Regions from separate parts of the Mus musculus genome. Here region 2 is linked to region 1. Evidence: chromatin contacts called from public Hi-C data. All regions are on one chromosome and are shown on one strand. Each heading gives the region's core, a stretch centred on a gene start, on an enhancer-like site or on the middle of the called end of the contact. The rest is flanking DNA. Distances are from core to core; before and after follow the strand shown. Region 1 has its middle 14 kb from the start of Copg1. Region 2 overlaps Mgll (monoglyceride lipase).

The links. Hi-C and Micro-C count contacts between places; a contact is called where the count stands out from the background.
Region 2: a contact with region 1 is called in a Hi-C map of liver, with 2.5 times the contacts expected there. The contact joins two enhancer-like sites. A contact is called at or near these places in 1 of 39 promoter capture datasets (cranial neural crest) and 1 of 484 Hi-C or Micro-C datasets (liver).

What each region holds. Positions count from the first base shown.
Region 1 is chr6:87,869,802-87,877,590 of GRCm38.p6, reverse strand. No RefSeq gene overlaps it. Among named protein-coding and RNA genes, the nearest start is that of Copg1, 14 kb to the left of the region's middle. Within about 2 kb of position 4,305, at least 24 of the 459 cell types and tissues checked have an H3K27ac peak or open chromatin away from gene starts, as enhancers often do. A contact at or near this core is called in liver, where this site is marked.
Region 2 is chr6:88,730,731-88,738,519 of GRCm38.p6, reverse strand. The region is part of intron 2 of Mgll (monoglyceride lipase); the gene reads right to left. It overlaps Gm26588 (a long non-coding RNA gene), which reads left to right. Exons shown (of 5, transcript XR_377840.3): 2 at 1-7,789. Among named protein-coding and RNA genes, the nearest start is that of Gm26588, 8.0 kb to the left of the region's middle. Within about 2 kb of position 4,994, at least 62 of the 459 cell types and tissues checked have an H3K27ac peak or open chromatin away from gene starts, as enhancers often do. A contact at or near this core is called in liver, where this site is marked.

The DNA of each region.
Region 1 (7,789 bases), core at 3,056-5,555:
TGCTAAGGTTGCCACCTGAGGCTGAGGCTTGGTGCATTTATGAGGAAGAAGATCCACAACTCATCAGGGACTCACTGGAGATAGATCCTTCCAAGAAGCCCAGGTCTGCGGTTTCAGCTACAGGGAGGACAGACATGCTTCAGCACTGTAGCTGTCTTCAGACACTCCAGAAGAGGGCGTCAGATCTCATTACAGATGGGTGTGAGCCACCATGTGGTTGCTGGGATTTGAACTCAGGACCCTCAGAAGAGCCGGCAGTGCTCTTAACCACTGAGCCATCTCTCCAGCCCCTCCTTGGAGACTTTGGAGATACAGGAAACTCACTATCCTACTTTCAGTGTAAGTAAGTCTCATAAACCAGGACTGAGTGGCATTGTGGACATCTTATCTGTACACACACACACACACACACACACACACACTGGTAAATAAGTAAGACCTTCCTCCTATGGACCAGTTGTGTGATAGATGATGGGGATTGGATACAAACTGTATAGACGAGCTTGCTACCTTCATTAATTCCCACAGTTCAGCTAACTCTGTCATTTTTAATGTTTGCTATATGGGCCAGGCACAGTGACAAATGCCTTTAATACCAGCGCTTGGGAGGCAGAGGCAGGGGTGAAACTCTATGAGATTCAGCCTGGTAGACATAGTGAGACCATGTCTACATTAACCATTACGGTAAAAAGTGGATTTTATGGTAGAGATGAGGAGAGAAATTCTCCTCAGTTGGATGGTCAGGGAAGGTTTCTCTGACAAGGCCATAAAAGGGATGAGGCCTGCGGGGTAGGGAGAAGCTGCCAGGGAAGTGTTGGGGCAAGCATCAGTAAAGACTAAAGGCTTTAATCCAGGTGGAAAAAGAAGGAAAAAATAAGAAGAAAGGAAGGAAAGAAAGAAAAGAAGAGAAAGGAAAAGAGAACAAAAACAACAAAAACAAAGCAGAGGGTCGGGGTTCAATTCCCAGCACCTAAATAACTTCTCATAACCATCTGCAGGCATAGTAATCCACACTCCACACTCATCCACAGCAGCCAGCAAGCGTTCTTAGTGGTTGAGCCGTCTCATTAGTGCAGTGCTGGTTTTGTGTAGGTTTGGTTTGGTTCTCGTAGCCCCAAGGCGCAGCAGGGACAGGAAGTGGGAGTGGCCATGGCAGGAATTGGCCGGAGTCAACAACTGCAGAATTGATTAAGGACCAAGGACACTAGAAGTGTGGCGAAGGCCAATGCTGACCGCAGCAGGGCAGAGAGAATTCACTGGAGCCTGTAAGATCAGATCCTGATATCTGAGGCTCTAGTGTTGTCGCTATAGCTGGCTATGACCACTGCTCACAGCTGTGGCTTGCAGCTGAGGGTTCCACCAGCTGCTGAGTGCCGGCTGTTCACAATTGGAACCCAGAGCCGTTGAAGCATTACGATTAAGTCTCTAGGTCTCTGGGCATGGGGCTCTCACTTCAGCTCATGAGATGTCAGCGTTCATGGGCACACAATGCTACACTAGGAAAGAGTTGTTATTATCATTATTATTTGGTTTTCAGAGACAGGGTTTCTCTGTGTAGCTCTGGCTGTCCTGGAACTCCCTCTGTACACCAGGCTGGTCTTGAACTCGGAGATCCACCTGCCTCTGCCTCCCAAGTGCTGGGATTAAGGGTGTGCATCAAGCTACCCACATAGAGATCCCAGGAAGAATGTTCAGGAACCAACGGTAGAAGGAAGTCAAACGTTTTCTTGACGAAAACTCAGCTTGGCTTTTAGGAGCAAGTCATAATGGCTGCAGTGCAAGAAAGGAAGCAGGGTGCAAAGTCTGCAGGGACAGGCGGTGGCCTGTGTGACCTTTGCACACAGTCTTGATGTATTGCGTGTCAGTATCTCTGTCCCTTAGCGCCTTGTCTCTAAACTTGCTCTTGCCGGTTCTCCTGGTCTGTTCTGAGAAGCTCTCTCTGAAAATTGCTTAAAGGAAGAAGAGAGTAAGACAATCAGAGATCATGCAGTCATCCATTTCCAATCATAACCAGCATGTTTTCACAGCCATTGTCCAATATCACCACTGAGTCCAATGTGGGGGGCAGTCCATCCAAAAAGCAAATGTTTGAGCCACACATATGGTGAGCTCCATGCTAAAGGCTTTCCTATGTGTTAACTTGGCTACCCTGTACAACCCTGTAAAGGCTCTATTACTATCTCCACCTTGCATGGAGGATATAGCTTAGAGTCCCCACAAGGCATGAGACTGCAGTTCCCAACAGAGTCCTTTCCTTCTGAGTCACAGCCTCCATTGGCTCCATGCAGATCTGGTTTCCCACTGCAGGGCCTGCCAGGGGCAAGTGGCCAGACCGTGCATTCTCCAAGACCATGATCTCCATAAAAGGCTGTTGGTGAGTCAGAGACACACTCAAAGAACTAAAAGAAGATGTGTCTCATATTACCCTGAACTTGTATTCTTGTTTCAAACCAACACCTGGCATATATTGCATATAACATATACAGAGTCCATAAAGTACTTTCTTCTGAATTTATTAGAATGTTTTTAAACTACCTCTTGGTGCTGTTACTTTAAAATCTGATGTGCTTTACCTAGAAAGGTCAAAAGACAAAATCCTTGTGTTGGGAGGGTGGGCAAGTGGCAACACTTATGCCTGGCATGCTCTCCTTCAATCATGACCACACTCCCAATAACGTAACCAACATACTACTTAAAAACAAGCTTGCCAGATGTGACAGTTCAAACCTGTCATCCTAGCTCTTGGGATGGTGAGGTAGAGGATTCCTGTGAGTGTAATGCCAGCGTGGATCACATGGTGAAAGTCTGTCTCAAAGTAAACAAACAAATAAGCTCATCCCATTTCCTATCTTTCTTACATATCCATAAAGGTATATGCATATATGTATATACTTAAGTATGCACACACATATATACATATATATATTATTTATATATAATTGATTTTTTTTTAGGAGAGCACTTTTGGGGCTGGGGAGATGGCTCAGTCACTAGAGTGTTTGCCATGCAAGCAGGAGACCCTGAGTTCGGATCCCCAGCTACAGGTGTTGAGTGACTGTGATCCCAAGGCTCAGGAGACAGAGGCTGGCAGATCTCTGAATCTCTGTGGCCAGACAGTTTAATCAGTGAGCTCCAGGTCCATGGAAACTGACTCACCTTTATTCACAGCACTTGAGAGGCAAGGCCAAGTAGATCTTTATATTCAAGACCAGTCAGCTCCACAGAGTTAGTTCTAGGACAGCCAGAGCTATACAGAGAAACCCTGTCTCATGAGGGTGTGGAGGGAGCTGGAAAGTGGGGCTAGAGAGATGGCTCAGCAGATAAAAACATTTGCTCTGTTGCAAAGAATCTGGGTTCGGTTCTCAGCACCACGGGGCAGCTCACAACTGCCTGTAATTCCAGTTCTAGAAGGTTCTGACATCCTCTTGTGGTCTACTGGAGTACTGCATGAAATGCTACACATATACATGCAGGCAAAACACACATTGAAAAATAAATAAATGAGATTCCCTTTACAAAGGTAGATTGACTGAGGCAGATATGCAATGTCCATCTTTGACCTTGTACACTCATTTGTTCCCAGGTATGCATACTTTCAACACATACACAGTTGTCATATTTTTTTAAGAACACTATTAAAAAAAAAAGAACACTATTATTATGCGGTGGTGCACGCCTTTAATCCCAGCACTCAGGAGGCAGAGGCAGGTGGATCTCTAAGTTTGAAGCCAGTCTGGTCTACAGAAGAAGTTCAGGACAGCCAAGGGTATACAGAGAAACCCTATCTCAATAGGGTACTGCGTGCACGAAGCACTCAGTAGACAGAGGCAGGAGCATTGCTGCAAGTTTGAGGTCATACTGATTGTATATTTATGTGAGTGTATGTATGTATGTATGTTATGTATGTGTATATGTACACACACACACACATGAGAGAGAGAGAGAGAGAGAGAGAGAGAGAGAGAGAGAAAGGTTCCAGGCCAGCCAGTGCTACATAGAGAAGCTATCTCGAAAGTAAGATAATACAATAAAATAATGAACACTTAGAATATACCGCAATTTGAATATTTGTCACTTTATTTTCTGCTGCTTCTGGAGATTGGAGCCAGGTGACATGAGCCCATTTAGCAGTGACTTTTCTTTTTAGCCTTGTGGGGGCAGTGATCTGTTTGAATGGCATGTGCTTGCCTGGCACAGCCTGTGAGGAAGTCCCATGGCTTCCTTCCCGAGACCTAGCTTGGTGCAGATCCTCTGTGTGCCCAGAACACAGCAGCTGTCAGCATGTCCCAATGACCCCTGTGGCCCCTACACTGGGATGTAACTGAGCAAGGGGTTGCTCTAAATAACTCCTGGAGCAGCCAAGCCTGGTTACAAGTCCTTTCTCAATATAGCCTTTGATTCCCTTTCCAAAGGTCAGCAGCTTGCCTGACTGTGTTTTAGGGATGGCCTATCAGCCTGTGGATAAAAGAAGGAGGTTGTTATGCATAGCATCTAGGAGACCCTGGCTCCATCCCTAACATAGAAAAAGGAAAAGCAGGACAGAAGAGGGAATTTTTATAATTTGAAAAATGAGTCAGAGCCAGAAAAATCTCAGGCTCTCCCGTGAGTCTTCACCTACAGAGGATGAATTCTGATGAAGTTGAAATAACACAAGCACAAGCCTGGGGTCACATCTCCCACTTGTCTTGATGTCGTGAGAAGATTCCTATTAGCAGTCCTATCCACGTACATGTTCACTTTTATATCTGTAATGAAAGCAGACATCTCTACTTAGGTTTTTCATATGTGGGTGTGCATGTTCTTGCGTGTGGTGTTCCCGAAGGTTGGGTGTTGTTCCTCAGGGGCCATCTACCTCAGCTTCTGAAGGTCCTTCACTGACCTGGAACTGATTCAGTCAGCTGACCGGCCACCAAGCTCTAGGAGTCTGTCTGCCTCCGGAGAGCTGTGACCTCAAGGGTGTGGCATCACATCTACCTTTTTTTTTTTTTCTTTTTCTTACATAGGTACTGGGGACCACACTCAGGACCTCACGTTTGTGCAACAAGCTGAGCTGTATATTCAGTCCTGACAATTTAATATTTTTACCCTGCCATTTAAATTATAAAAATATTTCTAAAAATTTTTAAAAAAGAAAAAAATTTTTAAAAAGAGAAAAAAAAGAACAAAGGAAAAGAAAAAAGAAAAAAATTATAAAAATATCCCTTTATGCTGGGCATGGTTGTGCACGCCTTTGGTACTAGAACCTGGGAGACAGAAACAGGCAGAGCTCTATGGGTTCGGTCTAGCCTGGTCTACATAGTGAGTTCCAGTTTAGCCAGGCTTACATGACATCTTGATGCAAATAATGAAAAAGGAAAGCAAAACAAAACAAGCAAACCTTTACAACCTCTGTCTATTTATCTTAAGATTTGAGAGAACTGCAAAATCAGTTCAATTCCTTGTTTTTATGAGTAGTGCTGAATCTCATTAGTTATGTAAAGCATAGTTGGGTGTGGCAGTGCTTGACTTTAATCCTGTCACTTGAAAGGCACAAGCAGGTGGATCTCTGTGAGTGCAAGGCCAGCCTGGTGTACGAAGCAAGGTCCAGGACAGCCGGGGCTGTTACAAAGAGAAACCCCCTCTCTTGGAAAACAAACAAACAAACAAACAAACAAAAAGCCACAAATGAGATTCATAAATAAATAAAAGGAATCGTTACAAGCAGTATAATCTGAACCTAGATGAAAGTCAATTCTGACTCCATCTCCCGAATTCTTTTCTTTTTTTAAGATTTATTTATTATTATACATAAGTACACCGTAGCTGACTTCAGACACACCAGAAGAGGGCATCAGATCTCATTACAGGTGGTTGTGAGCCACCATGTGGTTGCTGGGATTTGAACTCAGGACCTTCAGAAGAGCAGTCAGTGCTCTTAACTGCTGAGCCATCTCACCAGCCCATCTCCCCAATTCTAATTCCATCTGCCGAAGTGAAGAGTAATAACAGCGTGAAGAGCACAATCTATGTGTTTTCTACTTTTCTTTTGTCTTTCCTGTGTAAATAATATATAATGGTTGACACGTATTACCAGCACTCCAGGGACTAAGGCAGAAGGATCCAGAGTCTGGGATCCTTGAACTGGGCGTGGTGGCACACGCCTTTAATCCCTGCACTTTGGAGGCAAAGACAGGTGGTTCTTTGTCAGTTCAAGGTTGGCCTAGTCTACAGAGCAAATTCCAGGACAGCCAGGATACACGGATACACAGAGAAACTCTGTCTGTCTCGGAAAAACTAAAGGGAGGAGGAGAGGGAGGAGAGAGAAAGAGAGAAAGAGAAAGAACAAGACAGAGACAGAGTCTAGGTTACTGAGACCCTGTCTCAAAGGACAATCACACTGTAGAGTACCAACATTTCTAGGTGGGTATTATGTCAAATGTTCCTACTGCAGCCCCTTAACAGTCGGCTCACTGAAGACTGGAATCAACAGGGGGAGACCAAGATCCCTTAGTGAGAAACTCTGTCAACCTTTAAGGGTTAGGAGAATTGGGGGCTGGTGAGATGGCTCAGCAGTTAAGAGCACTGACTGTTCTTCTGAAGGTCCTGAGTTCAAATCCCAGCAACCACATGGTGGCTCACAACCATCTGTAATGAGATCTGACGCCCTCTTCTGATGTGTCTGAAGTCAGCTACAGTGTACTTATGTATAGTAATAAGTAAATCTTTGGGATGGAATGAGATACAGTGTACTCAATACATTAAATAAATAAATAAATAAATAAATAAATAAAGGGTTAGGAGAATTTTAGGGGACAGTGTGTCCATCTTTGAGCCCAATTTGCCTAGGGCACTTGCAATCTAATAAGCCTAGCCTATCAGTTATAGGTGTGATTTCTGCACTCTGGTCATACTGTGGATCAGGACCATGCTTGTATGGAGCCTGTATGTTATACTGAGAAGACATGTTTACCCTCACAGTGTCTGAGGCACGACCTGTGTGTTTACACTGATAAGGACCTGTACCCAGAACTGGGGGAAAACATTTTTTTTTTTTCTTAAGTTTCCCCACTGTCAACAATTCACATGAGGACTCTCCTCCACTCCTTTTCTTTCTTTCTTTTGAAATTAGGTCATCTGTAGCCTGTGCTGGCCTAGAGTTCAAGGCCAGCTTAGGTCATTTAATGAGATCCAGCCACAAAAAGTAAAATGCGGGCTGGCGATGAAGCTCAGTGGTAAAGCACTTGTAGGATGGACAGGGCTCCGGATTCAAGATCTCATAGCAGCAGCAGCAGCAGCAGCAGCAGCAGCAGCAGCAGCAGCAGCAGCAGCAGCAGCAGCAATAGCCTTCGAAAGCAGGCATGGTGGTGTGCATCTCCTACCCCAGCATGTGGGAGATGGAGACTGGAGGATCAGGAACTCGAAGCCAGACTGGGCTGTATGAGACCCTGCCTTAAAACAAAAGGTAGGGGCTGGTGAGATGGCTCAGTGGGTAAGAGCACCCGACTGCTCTTCTGAAGGTCCGGAGTTCAAATCCCAGCAACCACATGGTGGCTCACAACCATCTGTAACAAGATCTGACTCCCTCTTCTGGAGTGTCTGAAGAGAGCTACAATGTACTTACATATAATAAATAAATACATCTTTAAAAACAAAACAAAACAAAAGGTAAATAAAAACAAACAAAGCTTCACTCCCTAAAACACAGTCAGTTTGTGGTGGTCCAAGTGAAGGAAGTTGGTTTTATGAACAGATCAAAGACAGCAGAGAAAAACAACCCCCAAAATGGACTGGTGATTTCAGCTCCGTTCTT
Region 2 (7,789 bases), core at 3,745-6,244, 860 kb before region 1:
AACTTTTTTGTCATTAACATTTTGTCAGCTTTGTTGATGGTTTCAAATAGCCAATTTTGGATTTCTTTTCCCTCTTTCTCTTTGGTTTCATTATTTTCTGACAGAATCTTACTGTTTCCCTCCTCTTCCTCCTTTAGGTTTGGCTTGTTCTTTGCCCAGTGTCTTAAGATAGAATTTCAGCCATGAGTCTCTGGTAAGTCTCTGTAAGTGACAAGGAGAGAGATGAGAGACACAGGAACATAGACCTACTAAGGCTCAGGCTCCATGTCGGCGTGGCTCTGAAGCCCTGTGGCTCATTCAACAACCCTGTAGATGCCTCAGCATCTCCCTCCCTTACAAAGTCAGCAGCCTCCTCAAGAGTCTCTCCACACTTCCTGGCTCCTATGACTGTTAGCTCGGACCTGTCACAGGTGACATGACTCTCAACATTCCCAGTTCTGCTCTCTTGAGGTAGGACCCTTCCCAATTAGGCCTTCCCCCTCCTAGTCCCAAGATGGCTGCTAAGATGTCAAGCTGGTAGAGTCTCCTCCCCAGAGGTGGTTGTCTCACCAAATGGCTGCCTCACACAGGAGACTTGCCTGTCCCGGAACCAACCGCCATGGGCTAGGAAATAGCAAAATGGGAAGGCTAATTCTGTTACACGATGGAGCTCTGAGCAGCCTGGGTGAAGGCTCCCAGGGACACACAGGCTGGGAGCAGAGAAGAGATGCCCTTTTGATGTCAGGCACTGTTGTGGGAAAGGGCTGACTGTACAGCAAGGTCATGGCCTGCTGGGGCCTGTCCTTAGTGTCTGTGCACAGCTTCTAACACGTGCCCAGTGTGCCCTCCCCCTCCTTGCTCATGCTCCGGGATGTGCTTGGACACTTCAAACTCCAGCAGCCCAAATGCTCCCCACACTCCTCCATTGCTTGGCTCTACCAGGCCCAAAGTGTCAGAACCCAGTGTGGCTGAGATGAACAGCCGCTTGCCTCGTGTGGATCAGCCTATCCACGAGAGGCTGAGGGCTCCCAGCCTCTCCCTACTCTTTACTGCCATCACTCTTGTCCTGTTGTGACTGTCAGATGGGTGCTGCAGCCTCGAGTGGTATGACCCATCCCGGAAACAAGAAGGAAGACTGTGTCTGGGAACCATCCAGAACATTCTGTCTTGTCAGCCATCAGTGAGCTTGACCACCAACGTTGGCTGCAGACAACACTGAGGAAGACAAAGAGAATTTATGTCTTATTAAGAGCAACTCTGAGCCCCACGCATCCCTGGGGCTGAAAATAAGCCAGAAGGGGTGGGGAAACCCCAGGAAGGCCAAGCCAGGGCCGCACTTTCTAGAGACAGGGGTGACTTCTGGAATGCTCCCAACTTTTGCCTGCCACTGCCCTTGTCTTGGACTGAGACAGCACAGCAAGGGACAGCCCCACAGGCTGGGGTTTTCCCCAGGGTCCCCCAGAGAAGCACAGATGTGGAAAGGCAGGCTGCTCATCCAAGTCTAAAAACTCAGCCATATGGAGCTGGGAAGATCCTTCCCGTCGCTTTGAATGTACGGCGCCGTCCGCAACAACCAACCTCAAGTGCCCTGAGACTCTGACAGCTTCCACCCAGGCCCACACACCAGGCCCAAATCACCGCACAAGTTAAACAGGCTGTTAAAATTAAGCAGAATGAACCAAATGTGCAGGGGTGTGGGACACAGCGAGAAGGCTGCCTTCTGTACTCAGGGGGCGGTGGCCTCCGAGAAGCCAGCCCCGCCCACACCTTGATCTAGGACTGCCAAGCTCCAAAACTGTCAGGAAATCAATTTCAATTTTTAAAGCCAACGGTCTGTGGCATTTTGTTAGAGGTATCCATGCACACAAATACATCAGCTGTTCCTATCTGTGCACCCCCCCCCCACAAAAAAACATCACTCACTCCATGTTTACCTGCCGCGTAGTAGGACTCATTTCCAAAGCGCGTTTCAGTTTCAAAGGTTCCCATTTCTCTTCCCACCTCCATGACAATAAAAAAGTGGTTCCTTTTTTTTTTACCGCTAAGACCCAGATGAAACCTGCCTGAGTTTCTCCCTCAAGCACCAACACAGAATCCTAACTCTTCCTAGCAGACTCCCCAGAGGCCTGGCACTGTCTCCCTGACCACCACGGCATCTCCACAGAGAAACTCGACACAGGGGAGGTGCCTGGAGAAAACTGTGCCATAGAAGAGGATGGTCCAGTGTGTTTGTGGACCCTCCCCTGCTCTCTTGCAAGGTACAGTTACATGCGAAGTCTACCCTCCTGTTAAAATAGGACAGCAAAGTCCACCCCTAGGTCCTGCTATCCATCTGGTTCCCAGGCAGGAATGGAAAGCAGCTGTAATCTGCATCTACACACACACACACACACACACACACACACACACACACACACACACACACACACGAGTCTTCCCAGGCAGCGGCCCACCTCACAGCAAGGTTGGTCAAGGGCTGCTACCTAGTGCAGGGCTCTTCTCAATGTCCCCACTCCTGAAATGACACCCATAGTCTATCCCTTCTGAGTACAATGCCTCCTGTCCTAAAACTCAACAGCCTTGGAGGCTCTAGGAATGGCCAGTCATCCCACTGAGAACACAGGGAGGCGGACTCATGAGTTTTAACAAACACTTTGGTGTCCTAATGTGTTCTAGGAGTGGGGGAGGACACTGGAGAAGATGGAGCAAACATGTGAGATGAATCCTGCCCTGGAGCAGCTCACGAGTGATGAACTCTGGGCTCTCTGTGATGCTCACCATGGCTCTGGGCTCTCACAGGCCCACAGCTGCTGGGCCATGCAACCCTGCATGGAAACCAGGATAAACCAGAATAAACCTTTTCCTTCTTTTAATTTGACTTGTCTCAGATATAGGACATAGTTCCAGAAAGCTGGCTTACAGACCCCTGAAATACTGCTATCCCCAGAACAAGTCTGAGCTAGGCTGAAGGATAAGGCCAGACGGAGAAGCACTGGGGTGGTCCTACCACAGCCTCCAACTGCTGAGCTGGTGGGTAAAGCCATCTGCAACCAGCAAGCACCTTCACAGCCTGCCCTACTCACAGGCCAGCCACTACAACAGACCTCAAAGGTCCAGCCAAGGACAACAGACACCTGTCAGGTGGAGCCCTCACAGACCAACAACCCCCAACCATTCACTGAGTCACGGCAACAGAACATTAGCAAAGATGCTCGTTGACACTCTGCCCACTCAAGACCTAGTGAGTGCCACCGTAGTGACAGCCTCACCTGACCCCATGCATCGCCAGCATTTCCACATGATGAAGGAGAAAGACACAGATGTAGACTGAGCGTGTGTCACACCGGGGCCACTGAAAACCAGTCCCATCAGTGCTACACCCGACTGCTACATGTGGTCCTCTGGAGCTGTCTCGCTCTCCTTCCAGACAACAAAGAAGTACTGAGAGATCACACAGTACCCCACACGTGGGTCAAATAATCATAACAGTGATGAATAAAAACAAAATACAGATGCTGGCCACATGCTCTTGGTAGGAATATACATTAGTGTGGCCAGTAGAAGGTGAGGGGGGCATCCACAAGACACTAGAAACAGAACTACTACATGACCCATCTGTAGACCATCCCTAGGTATGTCCCTGCAAAAGAAGAAACCAGTACAGCAGAGAGAGACTCATAGCAAGCTCTTGTTCACTGAGTAGAATGGATGGACAAAGAAGATATAGTGAATATTACCCAGCCATGAAAAGGGACGAAACGGTACCATCTGCGGCAATGTGGATGGAACTGTGGGACGCCGTGTTAGATGAACTGAGCCAGGCACAGACAGCCATGTATTGAATGCTCCCCCTCACATGTGGAAGCCAGGAAGCTTACTCCACAAAAATCACTGGATGGTATCACGAGAAGCAAGCAGGGGATGCAGAGAGCAAGGGAGAGGAGTCAGCAGCAAGGTTCTTCAGCACCTAGACTATCTTATAAAGTCGCACAGGAGAACAGTCATGACTGTAGTGTCTCTAGGTCTGGACCCAGTGCTGCGAGGCAGAGGAAAGTGGAGCGTGATGGAAGGCAAATGCCCACAGTCAGCGGCCTGTGAACAGCCCGGGAAACTGGCCTGCTTTGAGGAGGGAACTTCAGCCAAAGGCTATGGATGGCCAACAACACAGTTTCTTCATTTCCTCCACCTTCCACAAACTCCACCCCCCTAGTCCGATTTCACTTTCCTCTGCTATGATAACCATCATGACCAAAGGCTACTTGAGCAAAAGTGGGTTTATCTTAGCTCACAACTCTCAGGCCACCCTCCATCACTGAGGGAAGCCAGGGCAGGAGCCTGGAAGCAGGAACCGAAAGCAAAGGCCATGGAGGGGTGCTGCTTACTGGCTTGCTCCGCATGGCTTGCTCAGTTTACTTTCTTATACCATCCAGAACCACCTACCCTGGGAGACGCACCAGGGTGGGCAGGGACCAGTTAGTGACCAAGAAAACACCTCCAAAGACTTGCTTATAGGCCAATACTAGGAAGGTATTTCTCAAGTGAGGTTCCCTCTTCCCTGGTGACCCAGTTTTTATTGACAGCGAACCAGCACACCCTTTAACTCTCCAGAAGTCTCCTGCAAGTCCCCTTGCCTGCGATTATAAAGACATTCCATGCTCAAATCTGTGCTTTCCCAACTTTTAGGTCCTCCTCTTCTTTCTTCCATTTCCTTCTGTATTTCATCCCTCTCTCCCTCCCACCCTTTCCTTCCTTCCCTGTCTCTTCCTTCCCTCCTGCTTGCTTTCCCTTCCTCTCTTCCTGCATGCTGAGAATGCTAAGATCAAACATAAAGAATCTAATGTGGACCTCACCTCTCTCTCTTCGCTGAGGCCACAAGGATTTGGTAAATGAGACTAGAACCGGGCGGCCAGCAGCACCAAGGGATTGGTAGGCCTGGCAGGAGAGCCTGTGGCACCTGGCTCTTTATGAAGCCCTCAGACACACAGAGCACAGTGTTTCACCCATGAGCATTCCGGGCCCGCCCCGCCCCGCCCCCACACTAACATGGCTCTGAGAACTGAAAAGAGCCTCCTCCCAACAGGAACCTTGGATGACTCTAAAATGTGGGTCAAGGGTCATCTTGTAATCTCAGCTGTGAAAACTTGCACCACTAAAGACCATTTTACCTCTTTACACAAAGACATCAAGAGCCTGGGTCACTGGCATGGTCAGAGTGCCCCTGGGATTGCGAGCCGAACCTAAAGGTGCCGACAGACTGTGGTGGACAAGGCTTCCATTCACAAAGGGGCTTATTTTGCTACCTGCCCTCTCAGACTCCATCAGCAAACAAAGCCAGATTTGTATCTGCAGAACATTCTTAGAGCCACTGGGGGAATTTATCCCTTAAGCGGTCGGAAAAACCAACCTCAGCACGGCGGCAGCCTCCACTCTTCTCATCAGAAAAATCTCTGCCATTCCAACAGTCTTTAAAAAAAAGAAAATTGCCCAGAAGGGATGCCCTACTTAAAAGCAAGACGGTTTGCTGTGCTAATGCACCAGCAGGAAAAATAACAGCTTCCGATGAGGGGAAGGAACTTGTGGAAATTCTTAAAATAGGCAAAAGAATACGGAGGTGCTTCTAAATGGAGGTAAGGGATTAAAAATAGCAGCGCTGCTGGACTGTGCACAGTAGGGCCAAAGTTCTCAGGGTTGGGGGTGGGGTGGGTAACAACAGGTGTTACAGCAAAGCCTATGTCTTCCCTCCCGTGGCGAGTAGACAGAGTGAACCATGGCTGCTTTCTTCACAAATGTTATGTGGTTGGCTGGCCATTCTGGGCTATGAGAGCCCACTCTCCATTTCTCCTACTGATTCACTTCAGATCCACTCCACTGAGTGTTCCCAAATGACTTGGGGACCTGTAGGCTCAGAGCAGCCCAGCATTTCCTGAGCAGGGACTAAGTGCCCAGGAGACATGTGCCCACTGGGCCCCTGAGTGGTGCAGGCTCTCCTGTCAAGCAGTGGGACTCTGTAGATCCTCCCCTCTCTCCATGTCCGTCACCATCAGGCAGGGACAACCTCAGTCTTCTTCGACTCCACCGCTTCTGGGATGGCCTTCCTTGCCTCTCATGTCACGCCCAATGTCCCCAGCCAGCCAGCAGTGAAGCAGTGAAGACACAGATCTGTGGCTTCAACTCTGCCTGGCTTTCCATTTGGCACCTCTGCCCTGTCTTTCCTTCTAGAAGACAGACAAACGCTCCTGAGGACACTGGGTGAAAGGGCAAGGGCTGAGATCCAGCACCAACCAGCCTTTGGGGCAATGCCAACCATGGCTTCACAGGATCCCTCCTCTCCCTAGCCTTTGCCACATGGCAGCTCTACACACACACACACACACACACCCTCCCTGGAAGAGTGCCCATGGCCTCCCTCCCTCCACCTGCTCTATGCCTGGTGAGTGGAAATGACCACACTAAGTGACCTGTGAGTAGGAGCCTGGGCGACACAGAGGAAAAGCAGAGAAGGCCGGGGCAAGCCTAAGCAGCCAGTGCCCATCATGCAACTCATGTGCCAGAGCTGGGCCACCCTGATCCTCATGGAGGTGATGTCACCAGAAAGTATGGCAGAAGAGCCTATGTGAAGATACCCTAGGCCCGTGTCAGCTAAGCAAATAAGGTGGAGCGGTGACGCCTAGCCCCAAGTGGCATACGTTCAGAATTGGTACAGGGAAATGGAGACGTTGACATAATCTGAAAGCAGATGACCTGATCGCAGGACGTGCAAACTGGGAAGCAAGAAAGAGGCAAAGACCTGGCTTACAGCCTGCCTGGGGAGAAGCAGCAGCCAGGCTGACCTCCGAGAACAAAATGTCTACCAGTAGGAAGAGGTGGACATGGTGACGATGTGCAAGTTCTTCATCTCTGCATCTAGCTAGCTCCAGATGGCTGGGAGGGATCCTTATCCTGGATAGCCACGTGCCTGCCCAGTGTGAGGCGGGTGCTATGGGGTGGCAGGAGGAAGAAGGACTGTGGCGTCTGAATTAGCTTCTAGCAAGTGGCTTCTTCCCCAGATAGATTTGCATAGGTGGGAGGAAGTGTTTCAGGTTGGTACTGGCACTACTCCAGACAGAGAGAGAAGGCAGAGGGAGGAGGAACCAAGGTGGTCGGGGAAAGGAGGCACAGAGGTCCCTCGGGACAGCCCAACTCTGGGGAGCTGGAGAAGAGCTGTGAGCGACTGGGCTCATGCTTATCACAGAGCCACCAGTGAGCCTGGTTTGCAAACACCGCCCTTGCCAGCCCATGGCCCATGCACCCCCCTCACAGCCCCGCCCTACACTCCACAGCGCCACAGAAAAAATCTTGAGGATGGTGGGGTTGGCACTGGGTTTTAGCCTGGCCTTCACGAGAGGTTAGAGATGGAGGAGAGGGAGGGCTTGTCTAACAAGGCCATGGCAGGGCTTGGGATCTGGAGTCTCAGCCATGTGGCTATCTACAAATACTGACAGCAATGGAGAGGTTCAACACTTGCCCAAACCTAAGGCTTAAAGCTAGACGCCAGCCAGCCATCAGGTGCTAGAGGCTCCCTCCAATGGTGTCACAGTGGCCTCAGAGAACAAAGCATGAAGGAACAACCTAGAGACCAAGTGCATGGAACAGGAGGAGACCATCATTCTGGAGAAGAGAGCGCGGTTGGGTCTGGCTCAGCCCCATCCACTTAGCATCTTCTCCAGGCAGATGAAGAGAGGCACTTCTGCCTGGAGCCAGCAGGTCAGGGCAGCGCTGGGTAATCCTGTAATTACAGAGTGCACTCCAGCCTCTGTCACAAGAAGCGCAC